2 separate regions of the Mus musculus genome follow, and region 1 is linked to region 2. Evidence: chromatin contacts called from public promoter capture Hi-C data. All regions are on one chromosome and are shown on one strand. Each heading gives the region's core, a stretch centred on a gene start, on an enhancer-like site or on the middle of the called end of the contact. The rest is flanking DNA. Distances are from core to core; before and after follow the strand shown. Region 1 has its middle 510 kb from the start of Gm6602. Region 2 holds the start of Ntng1 (netrin G1).

Region 1 (5,735 bases), core at 609-3,108, 1.2 Mb after region 2:
CCTGGTCTACAGAGTGAGTTCCAGGACAGTCAGGGCTATACAGAGAAACCCTGTCTCGAAAAACCAAAGAAAACAAACAAACAAACAAACAAAACCAAACCAAAACAAAACCAAAAAACAAATAAAAATTTTAAATTAAAAAATAAAAATAAAAGAAACAAAGAAAAACAACAATTTAAAGTATAAAAATCTATTGGAATCTTTCCTAAGGGACATTTACTTTCTGTGCCTTATATTTCTCTACATGTGAGTTTATTAACTAAATTCAACTTTATGTCCTAGGAAAATGTGCATACAATAATATTTCTGTAAGAAAATGAGTTGGTCAACATTCAAAAGACCTCATAATAAATGACACATTAAATTTGACTGTTATTAATCAAGACACTGATTCCTTTGGTGCTATCTTAATGTGTGCCTCCTTAGTGTTAGAAGACCCAACTCAAAATACAGACATAATTCACTAGAAAATGAATCTCTGTTCAATTTTATGTATTATAACCAGATGTATCATATATGCCAATAAACTGCCAAGTGACTTAGTGTATAGTACTGCATATAGTTTCTTGAAAATAATCATAATGATTCCCATCATGCCATATATGTATGTATGTATCTATATATATATAAAACCTTTGTGATCATCATAACTACAACTGTGATGCTTTTTTACCGTTGCCATATACCCAGCTTTCGAGATTCAGCCTTCTTGATATGGCTTCCGCACATATATAACAGTGATTGCTAGATCTCCTTTGAATGTTTTTGTTTTTTGATACAGTAGCTAATTATAAGATAAAAGAGATTGTACACTGTTGATTTCTTTTACAGAAATATAAACTACATATGTCCCTTGATATGCATAGCACACTGTATTCTTCAAACATATAATAGGAAATTTTCAGTGGATAAAACTACCTGGGCACATGCATAATGTTATATGTGAAATAATTATACAATTGAGCTATATTTGGAATTATTTGAAAATATTCCTTGAGTATCCAATGGATGTAAAGAATAAAGAAAAGGAATATAAATTAGGTCATTATTTCATATGGATTTCAACAACATTGGATATGTGAGAAAAGAGCAGATTGAAAATATATGTCTATCTTACTATATTGACTTAACATTATCAGCACAATACATTTTACCATTGCATATACACAGTCCTCAGGCCTCAGTCTTATCCAGATGACATCCACATCTGCATCACAGTGATTGTTACATGTCACCACACTTTCTCTCTGTTTTGAATGTTTTTGTTCTTTGATCCAGTAACTAATGACAAAAGAGAGATTACATGCATTGCAAGTCCTCTTTGTAGAAATAAAACATAGCCATGTCTCAGAAATTACGTATAGTTCTCTTAGAAAGAAAAACTGTTTTAAATAATATTAGCTTTGTGATTATTTTAAGTCATTTGCTGGGGAAGATTGTTAACATGAGACTCTTATATTTCACCTTATCAGAGAGTGTTGTCTCATTTCAATATAAGATACAGAAAAAGACATAATCCTTAAATGTAAGAACTACTTTGTACCAACTTTCTTCCAAGTACACTGCTCTGTGGAGTAGAAGCAGCAAGAGGGAACACTTGATCATTTTTGGCTTCTGATATTTTTTCTGTTTTTAAAAGTATTCTGTGGCATGCAGAGTAAGGTTAACGGCAACATTCTACCTTTCTTGGACAGAAGCAATACAAAAATGTTACTTTTATATATTATGGACTGAAGAAAGACTAACAGGCAAGACCTTTAGCTCAGTTTCTATTTCTGAGTAGTCTGTTAGCCAACACCTCCTTGAGACGTTGGTCTAAAATGTGGTTTGGTTATCACTCTCAGCACTGTACATCTATCTTCGTTCTTTGAAGGATTATTAGAAAGTCCATATTAGGGGGTAGGATGGGGAGGGTTTCCAAAGAGAAAGCCAGGAACCAGGAATGGGAATAACTTTTGAAATGTAAATAAACAAAATAACCAATAAAAATTTAAAGAAAGAAAAAAAAAGAGGCAGAGGCAGACAGTTCTTCCTGTAATCCCTTAGGCAAGTGGGTGTGGGTGGGTGGATGCCTAGGTTTGGTCTCCCGCTATGTATTGTAATGCTAAATACTGCCCCATCCCAAAATAAGGCTTCTTTGGGAACAAGGAAATTCTCAAGGACACCAAATGTTACCACATAACCTTGCTCCTTAATTTAAAACTACTTATTGAAAAAAAGATTCCAACAGTCTATAGCTTTGAAGAAAAGAGGTAGGCTGAGCTTTGGCCAGGCTTGTAGACTGAGGCAGAGACCACAAAGAGAAGAAAGAGAATGTGGAGAAAGAAGTTGCCATGGAGTAGGTGAATCATGAACATGTGGCCATAAGTATTGGCCAATTGGAGTAAGAGTGGTCCAGGCAAAACATAGCAATTCTCTCCTCAGGGTTATTGGCAGGCAAATAGGCAAAATAGCTTAGATGGTTAATATCTGCCCAGCTATAATGTGTATTATAAATATACAAGTTCTGTGGCTTTTATCTGGGAACTGAATGATCTAGGGCAGTGAGGAACTCCCTAATTGATATTCAATATTTACCAGAACAGGTGCACATACAACTTTACTCACAGTCTAAGGCCCACTTTACAAGGGCATCTAGGAATATTTAGAATTGAACCCTGATAGTTTAAAATGCAGTACAAATTCAACTTATTCAAAATTAAAAATATCCTGAGTTTTCTGTGTCTTACTGCAAATACAAAGATGGACTGAGGAGGGACTAAAATGAGATCTATAAAGAAAATAATGTTTAGGGGAATATTTTGACTTGTTTTTAGAATAAATGAGAGAGAAAGCAGCTTTGATTTGCTTTTATATCTATTTAATTAACAAACCAAACGTTTTCCATGTTAAAATTCTCATAATAGTTGCCAAACCAAGGTTGAGTAATATTAGCTTTAGAAGAAGGACATTTTTGTCCATTATTTATTTACATACATATGTACATATGTACATTCATATATACTTAAAAACAAATATACACACATGCAAACATACCATCAGTTTTATGTTAAATTTGCATGTTTCTGCGCAGTTGTTTAAGAATTCCTTGCTTTTAAGTCAAAACTGTGAATATCATTGGTTATTCTCTGACTCAGCTTGTGCTGTTGATCATTTAGCTTCCTTCACTGTTCCTGCTAGTACATGACCTTGACGTTTGATACTGCCCCTTTCTGATATAAACTGAACTTATTTCTCAAGAAAACTCATATACGGAGTTCTCAAGAAAAATACCACTTACCTCCAGAAATGTTTAATTAAACTTTTGGTGCACAAAAGTTTCCTACTGTAGATCTCCCAACACCTAACTGCCTACTTGCATGAGTGTTTATTGGTTTATACATGTCTACCTTTCTGCAAATTGGATCATCCATCCTCTTGTGGAGTCTCTGTGTCTTGCTTACTGAGAATGACTGTTCTAAACAATATTGAATTCAGTACTTCCATTCCAATAATTTCCAAACATGAGCATTAGCCAAAATTTCTTGATGTAGTTTCTGGGCTCCCAGTGTAGCATTGTTCTTGTTTTCCAATTCAGAGAGCACTTCAAAATAAACTTTTCAAAAGAATAATTTTATGTATCAAAAATAAACTTAAGCTTTACAGTGAACATTCTAGCAGATCTTGTTTCAGACAAGAAAAGCTTAGCATATAGTGTCCTAAACCTGTACAAACTTGAACAGTCATGTAGACATTTGCTTACAATGAGTCTAGCATTTTAGTCTCATTAATTTAGCCTTGACATGATTCTGAAGAAGTAATTTCCTGGCAATATTAATATATAAAATGTTCTCTGGAGTGAATATCAGCTAGCATTTTGTCAATATCTTTTATATTGAGGTTGTATAAAATACACATCAGATAAAATTCATAAGAATCATGCCTACTTACTTTTAATCAGAAAATACAAACAATACTAACTGGTATTATATTAGATGAAATTCATATTAGAGAAATTCACTTGTATAGTACAGAGTAATAACTTTCTGTCTACAGAGTTTAGAGATTTTTTAAGCCAAAGTGTATGCTTCTTTTTGTTCAGAGATAAATTATTTAAAAACTAAGTCAAAAATTTAGTTTACCTGAAGAGAAGTCTTAACTTGAAACAGTCTTTCTGACCACTGTTTTGACTTTATTCGTGTTGTTAAAATGTAACCCAATTTTACATGTAGTGTTTTATCTTCAGTGTTTTAAGACATTTTCAAGTTCCTTATCAATTTTTAACCTCAGGTGAATGATTGTGAAACTGAATGTTTACAGTTACTATGTGGTATCATTTCTGGTTTGAATTTTATTCATTGGTATCACAAAGATCTCTTTCTCATACCTGTTTATGAAAGAGAGTATGTGTGTTGAGAGAAAGAGACAAAGAGAAAGATAGACATAAAGACAGACTTGGAAAGAGAAAGAGAGAGAGAGAGAGAGAGAGAGGTTTAGGATTTGTTCAGATAATGTAATAATGTATTGACTTTATATTTAAAGTCACCATTTGCACTCGGGAGGCAGAGGCAGGTGGATTTCTGAGTTCGAGGCCAGCCTGGTCTGTAAAGTGAGTTCCCGGACAGCCAGGGATATACAGAGAAACCCTGTCTCGAAAAAACCAAAAAAATAAAATTAAAAAAAATAAAAAAATAAATAGTCACCATTTTCCTTTTTGGAAATTCCATTTACCAATTGCCATCATTCAAAGCCCTGCTTAAAGAGGGAGATATTATATGTATGTTTTCATCTGTGTATTTGTGTGTCCATAAAGAGACCAGAGATTAATTATAGTTGTATCAGACTCCATGTTCTTTTGTGAAGTTTTTCAATGAGAAGTTCACTGGTTGCTAGACAGGCAAATGAACAAAACATATACATACATATGCAATCTCATTTACATTACATAGAATAGCAATACAAAGCTCTTATTAAATTTGCATGTGCATTAATATATCATTAGGATATGGTGCATAGGTCCAAGATAAAACAATTGTTTAGCATGAAAAGGCCCTGAGTTCACATCAAAATGTGCAACAATAGTCAGAGAACACAAACTAGACTAACTGGATACTGTTTGTGTATTTGCTTAATTTTTAAGAGGAAGAGAGGAAGAGAGGGGGAAAGTTGTGTGTGTAGGAAGGAATATATTTGATACACATATAGTGATCATTTGGTTTTTTATAAATATACATTAATTTGTGAGCCAATAATCATTGTTTCTAGAAGCAAGAGTTTTAAAATTCAATAATATTCCATTAAATAGAACAAGTATGTAATTTGTCATAGTTCAGTTAAGAAGTCCCAATTAAAGCCAAAAGTCAGTATTTAAAAATCTCTCCTAAAGCCAATCCATGGGAGGCAGAGGCAGGTTGATCTCTGAGTTTGAGAGTAGCCTAGTTTACAGAGAGAGTTCCAGCACAGCCAGGGTGACAGAGTGAAACTATGTCTGAAAACACAAATATGAATAAACAAATAAAAGTCTAACTTAGCCTTAGTAAAAATTTTACCTTAATTGATTTTGATTAATTATGTATTTGATCTATCTTATTTGTGTAATGAAAAAAATTTTTACAGGTACACTATATAAATATTTTTTATCAGATACACTATATTGTACTTTTCTGTGTCCCAATTTGAAATGATATTCCAAGGAAAATGTAAATGATCTTAATAAATTGTTTGTAAGGATGTTTTGCATCTAGTCACACTACAAA
Region 2 (5,901 bases), core at 1,747-4,246:
TCACTACTAACATATCCTTGCTTTCCCAGGTCATATGAGATTTCATTTCCTTCCCAGTGACTTGAGGTTTTTGTTACTCAGAAACTCTCTTCAAACCCTGACCTACTAGCTAAATGCACACCGGTTTAATTGTTTAAACACACTGTCTGATGGTCTGCAGAATCATAAGGGGAACTAAGAGAGAGGTTTCTCTCCCAATAGTAAATATATGAAAGAAACTTCAACATGCATCAGCTGTCTCCTAAAGCTAAAAAAAAAAAAAAAAAAAAAAAACAAAAAAACAAAAAAACAAAAAAAGCAAGGCACACACATAAAGCAAAACAAAGCAGAACACCAGCCTAAATCATTTGAACCCATGCCCAGTGAAAGCAGACAAAACAAAACTCTAATGGGAACACAGTTTTATGTCCAAATAAAATAGTTCCTTTTAAAATAAGTATGATGATTCTCCTTAAATACAAACTACAGGAAATACCTACAAATTAAAAGGCAAATTACATGAAAGACTTAATGCTCATGTTGGTATTTCGTGATGAAAGACATCTCATGTCATGGGGGGTATCTAGAAGAAAAAACATCCCCCTTGTAAGTGGGACAGAATGGTATGAGAGTTGCCTGATGGATTTCTTCTTTGTACCCTGAATCCCTTGCAAGGATCCAGGTTTTAGTGAAAGCCTAAAAGTTTCTTGTGTTTCAAAACAGTCTTAGACAATTCCTGAGCCGATTTCCCTCTGCCAAAGAGAAAAGCTGGTGGGTAGGGCATTCAAAGAGACAAAGTACCAAACGCTTGCAGACCTTCTTGCTGGTTAGAGGTACTTTACTCTTCATGAACCACACAATTCAGAAAATCCTTGCCCTAGTCGAACATCGACACAAACTTTCTAGCAAGCCTAATTACTATGCATATTTGAACAAATGATTTTGAGGGAAACATCTTCCTTTCCTTTATTTTTTTTTCCTGTCAAGATAGGAAAACTTTTAGTATTTTCAGTCATAAAACAAGGCCTGAATTCCAGAGCAAAGCGGTTGCCAGATTCACCATATGTTTGGTGGAATTCTGAGTCTCGCTCAGAATTTTCCACTGTGAAGAGTGGTAGGCTGCTTGGGTACTCCTTAGGCAAGGAAATGGCACAAAAGAGACAGCCAGAGGACCTAGTATCTAAAAATCCACACCTGGCACAAGCATAGCAACTCTACCTGACACTTTTTCAAATAAAGTTGCTTTAAAATACACCTTACACACCACCCCACTAAGGATTTTCCTCCCATGCCCTTGTAAAATGACAGCTACTCTTAGGGGATTTCAGAAGGTGGGAGGGGGGTGGAGGAAGTCCCTGGATGAGGTTACCAAAACAAACAGCAGAGGGCGCAGTTTCTTTTTTTAATCTAAGTTTCTCTCCTATGAATCACTTAATTGGTTATTTTGAGCCCAATAATATTCGGTATTATTTGTATTATATATAGATATCCACAGATCCATAGCAGAGAGAAACTCCATGTCCCTAGTCGAATCCATCAACTGATAATGCGAAATCAGTATGGGAGGAAAAGCTCCCACTAGCTTCCCAATGCTGAGTCTTTCCCTCCTTCCACGTTCTTCTCTCCCCAGCTTCCCGATGTGTGGTAGTAACGCTTTAATCTCGCACCAATAAAGGAGATTAAAAGAGGGACTTCAAAGCTCTCCACAGGGCGAGCAACAAGGCAAGTTTTTATTTATTTTTTCCCCAGATGAGAAAACTGGTAAAAGAAAATTTAAATTAAAAAAAAAAAGAAAGAAAAAAAGAAAAAGACAAAGCTTGTGCGATGCGTGTGGTCAGGTGTGTGTGGGAGACAGAGCGCTGCGCGTTGCGGGTGGGTGGATGGAGGCTCAGGATGCAACAGCCTGCGACCCGGTGCTGGGCGCAAGCCTGGGATGTAGTGTGGGTGTGAGCGGTGCGAGTTCTGGAGTGCGCACAGGCTCCGCTCTACCTCCTTAAGGCGCTTTCCAAAGTTCCTCGCCCACCCGGATCTCCCCTCCCGCCCTCGGTGGGCACCGGGGGTTGGCAGAGGGAGGGATAGAAGGAGGGAGGGAACTGATGGAGAAGAGCCACCCAGAAAGGCGCGGGTCGCTAGAGGAGAGGGGAGCCAGCTGCACTTACCCGGGCCCCCCGCTGGCCCTCCACGGGGCGGGAGGCCAGCCGTCGGCGCGGGGCGGCGCCCCTGCCCAGCTTGGTCCCGCGTGGGGCGGAGACCGCGGCTCCGGGGACCCACTGGCGGCGCACGGGGCGCGGGTGGAATGGGAACGCGGCGGGTGTGGACCTGAGCCGCTGCCACCGTAGCCCCGGGGTATCCCGCCCTGCAAGCACCCTGTTGGCGGCGGGAAGGAGGAGTCCACAACCCCAGACCCCATAGCACCCGGCGCCCGGAGTCCCCCGCCCGGGTTACCTTGGTCTCTTGCCCCTGGGGCAGCCTTGTCGCGCGTCGCCCCCTCTCGGAGCCGGGACCCTGACAGGGGGAATTCCTTCCCGTTGACGTCCTCTTCCAAAATGCAAAAGATCAGTGACTTTGACAGGTAGATGAGGGGGAGGGAGAGGGGTGGGCGGAGAGGAAGGGAGGATGAGAAAGGTGCCTCTCCCTCCAAAAATACAGTGGGATTAGGAACCAAATCGCCGCCTTCCGAGGTCTCGGCAACCTTCTCCGCTCGCAGCTTCCCCGCGCCGCCGCCGCCGCCGCCACCACTTCTCGCCTTAAACTTTTACTGTGGGTTTTTTTTCTCTCTCTCTCTCTCTCTCTTCTCTGTTTCTATTCCTTTCTTTTCTTTTAAGCTGCAGAACGATTTTCCCCCCCTGGATCCCAGGGGATCAGAACCAGCAGCCAGGCGGCTCTATCCCGCTTGGCACCGCTTTCATTTTATTTCAGATGAAGACGTTAGGTCTTTTTTTTTTTCTTTTTTGTCAGAAGCGACATAAATCAGGACAATTAGCCTTGGCGCCAAGAAGATCCTCTCGAAGCAATTTCGCCCCGGTTTTCTTCGCGCATTCCTCCACTCAAGTCAGAAATGTCACTGAACATAGCGTTGATGGCTGCGAGACGCGACGCACCCAAAGTCCGTTTGATGAAATATACATGGCCCCAAGATGCTTCGGGATTGCGGTTCGCCGCTACCCAGCCCCCGCCCGCGGCGCCCGGCCGGGACCCTGCTCCCAGCCCGCAGCCAGCTCTCGGCAAACTTAGGGGCGCGGACGAATTAGAGAGTGAGCGCCAGGGGCCCGCAAAGCGACGAGCGACGAAACAGCCCCAGGAAGCCGCAGCCCTCGGAGGGGTGGCGTGTTCTTCTCACTTAAAAAGCAGATCTTCTGCAACTGCCAGCGAGTGGAAGGATTGCAAAAAAACCTTACACTACCTCGAGACCTGGGCGCTCCGAGCGGTCCTAACTCCGTCCCGCTCGCTGCTTCTACTGCTGCTGCTCTGGCCACCACCGCTGCCACTGAGCAGGGACCTCCAGCTACTAGGACAAGACCACACACAGCCTTATCTTTGTTGATACTCAGAAGCACGGTTGCTACTGGCTCCCCCTTTACCCTCTACTTCTGCCCCCTCCCCTCTGCTCTTGCATTACCTCCCCGCACACAACGGAGCGCACCCTCTTCACCCTAACTGGGAGCAAGGTGGGTGGTATTTTTTAACTTGGAATTAGTTTGCAGAGCCAGAGCTTCGGACCTCCGTGGTGTGAAACCTATCCCACTTTAAAAAGTTGAAGTCCAAGTAGGAGCTCTGCATCAACTGCATCCTTGTTTTTCCCCATGACAGACAAAAGCCACCTGGCCCCAGGGCTTCCTTCTCCCATTAATACGTCTCAGACTCTCCTAAGATTCCCCCTAGCTACTTTCTAATGTGAACTGCAAACCAATCCGACTTACATAGGAAGGGAGAGATGTTAATTAGAAAAAGGACATTGTAATGAGGAAAAGACATAGGCATCTTAATGGCACTCCCCAACCTGGGATCTTCCTATACAGCAAAGAGAAGAAGCCATGTAAGGAGCTGTCTTGACTAACACCTGATTGTGATTGGATTTGACAGCAACCTGTCTCTGTGGTTCAAGGATTTGAGGGAGGAACTGACAAGATGCTTCTCAGGCTGGTGGGGGTAAGATGACAAGGGGCTCGTGTGTGTGTGTGTGTGTGTGTGTGTGTGTGTGTGTGTGTGTGTGTGTGTGTGTGTGTTAGGGACACTGGAGTAGAGGTGTTCACTCAGTGTAAAACAAAGGGTCAGAAATGGGTACCTGTGAGCATCGGGTCACTAGCTAAATACCCCAAAGTGAAGGCAAGCAACTAAAAGAGGCAGGGACATTTTCCAGCAATGGCTGGGATTGAGTGATGTTGGCAGAGAGGGTGTGCGGCCAGAAGGCTACTAAATTGAGGCCTGGAAAGGAAGAGGGATTCCAACCACCAGGACCTGTCCAACACCTTGGCCTTCCTTCAACACCTGAGAAGACAGGGAATGCTCCCAGTGTTCTTCCCAGGGCTGGAGCCTGAGTTTTCCCCTCTCCGTTCCTTTCTCTTTGTTCTTTGACCCTGAAATTTTAAGAATGGAATCTCACCCTTAGGGGATGAAGCTGCTGGCAAACCCGCAGCCATTGCTGGCTCTGCCTCTAGCTTGTCTCCTCCAAGATCAAAGCATATTGATACTGTGGAAATACTGTCCATTCTCCAACCCACCCACCCACTCACCCTCCCTCTCTGGTCCCAGAGCACTGACAGGCTCTGCCAGAAGGACCTGATATAGCATCCACAGTGGCCATCTCACCTCTTACTTGCCTTGGCCTGGACCCTGGACCACTGACAGCTATGAGCTTTTCTTCTCCTCACTGCCCTTTGCAATCAGGCCAGGAGAGCCCTTTGTGAGTTCTGAGTCTCAACATCAGCTGATGCAAGTATTTCTCCAGCACAATGAAAACAGATTTATACAGAAAAGAAGAATGCCCTCCCCAGATATACTGGGATCTCTGAAACGTTAGCCCTACAGCTAACCCCTCCCTTTTTTTTTTTTTTTTTTTTTTCTGATTCATGTCCCCATTCCCAGGATTCTGGGTTCTGTTGAGAAGTCTTTTGTGACTTGTAGACATCTCACTACTCCTTGAAGCAGACAATGGGCCCCACATAGATCTACTGGAGAGACTTCATGTCTTCCATGGAAACAGATCTTCCAAAGCTGGGTTTTCACTCAACCACGTGCCTGACCTTTGCAGAGACTCAGAAAACAACTAACTGAACACTTAGGTCTGAACTCTGGGAAGCACATCAGACTTCGCAGAGGCTTTGTAAATCCCCAATTCGGTTCTCCTCCAGTCTTGCGTCCTCCTGTCCTGCAATGGGAGTAGAAGGGGGGAGAATTATGGTTCTCGGCGGTGGTATATTTTCTCTTGATTTTCCAAAGCAGAACTTTGGGTGGATGTGACAAACCAAAACTGTGTATCCATGAACTAATGCATGCACAAATTAAACTTGCTTTCCTGAATATATCCTTTCATATTCGTATGTGCTAAGAGCCAATCAGAAACTTACTTGAGTTATTTCGTTGACCTCATGGAAAATAATATAGGGCATACTTTACTTTTGCCTTTAGAAGTGAACACACACACACACATCTGTATATTTAGCTTTCTTTGGACAGAATGCTTTTCTGTTTTTATTTAGCCTTTCAACTCTCCTTTTCCTCTCTTCTTTTAGAGGCAAACAGTTTGATCTCTCTGCTGTCTGGCTTTGGCTCTCTGGCTGGTTTCCACGAGGCCCTCATTCTTCTTCAATTTAGATATCCATTTATTTGTAATCCTGTTAGATCTCTAACTGTTGCTCATTTTTCTAGGTTCTTAGCTTCCCAAAATCACTTTAGAGAGTTGGCAGGGTGTGTGAAGACTTG

Evidence for each region. Promoter capture Hi-C pulls out the DNA fragments that hold promoters and counts their contacts.
Region 1: a promoter capture Hi-C map of embryonic stem cells shows a contact between it and region 2, with 4 times the contacts expected there. The contact joins the enhancer-like site here to the promoter of Ntng1 in region 2. A contact is called at or near these places in 5 of 39 promoter capture datasets (cranial neural crest, embryonic stem cells, hippocampal neurons and 1 more) and 4 of 115 datasets of contacts at active chromatin or transcription factors (embryonic forebrain, embryonic limb bud, forebrain and 1 more).

What each region holds. Positions count from the first base shown.
Region 1 is chr3:111,369,368-111,375,102 of GRCm38.p6, forward strand. No RefSeq gene overlaps it. Among named protein-coding and RNA genes, the nearest start is that of Gm6602, 510 kb to the right of the region's middle. Within about 2 kb of position 1,859, at least 4 of the 459 cell types and tissues checked have an H3K27ac peak or open chromatin away from gene starts, as enhancers often do. A contact at or near this core is called in embryonic stem cells, where this site is marked.
Region 2 is chr3:110,140,476-110,146,376 of GRCm38.p6, forward strand. It overlaps Ntng1 (netrin G1), which reads right to left and starts at 2,997. Exons shown (of 8, transcript NM_030699.2): 1 at 2,425-2,997.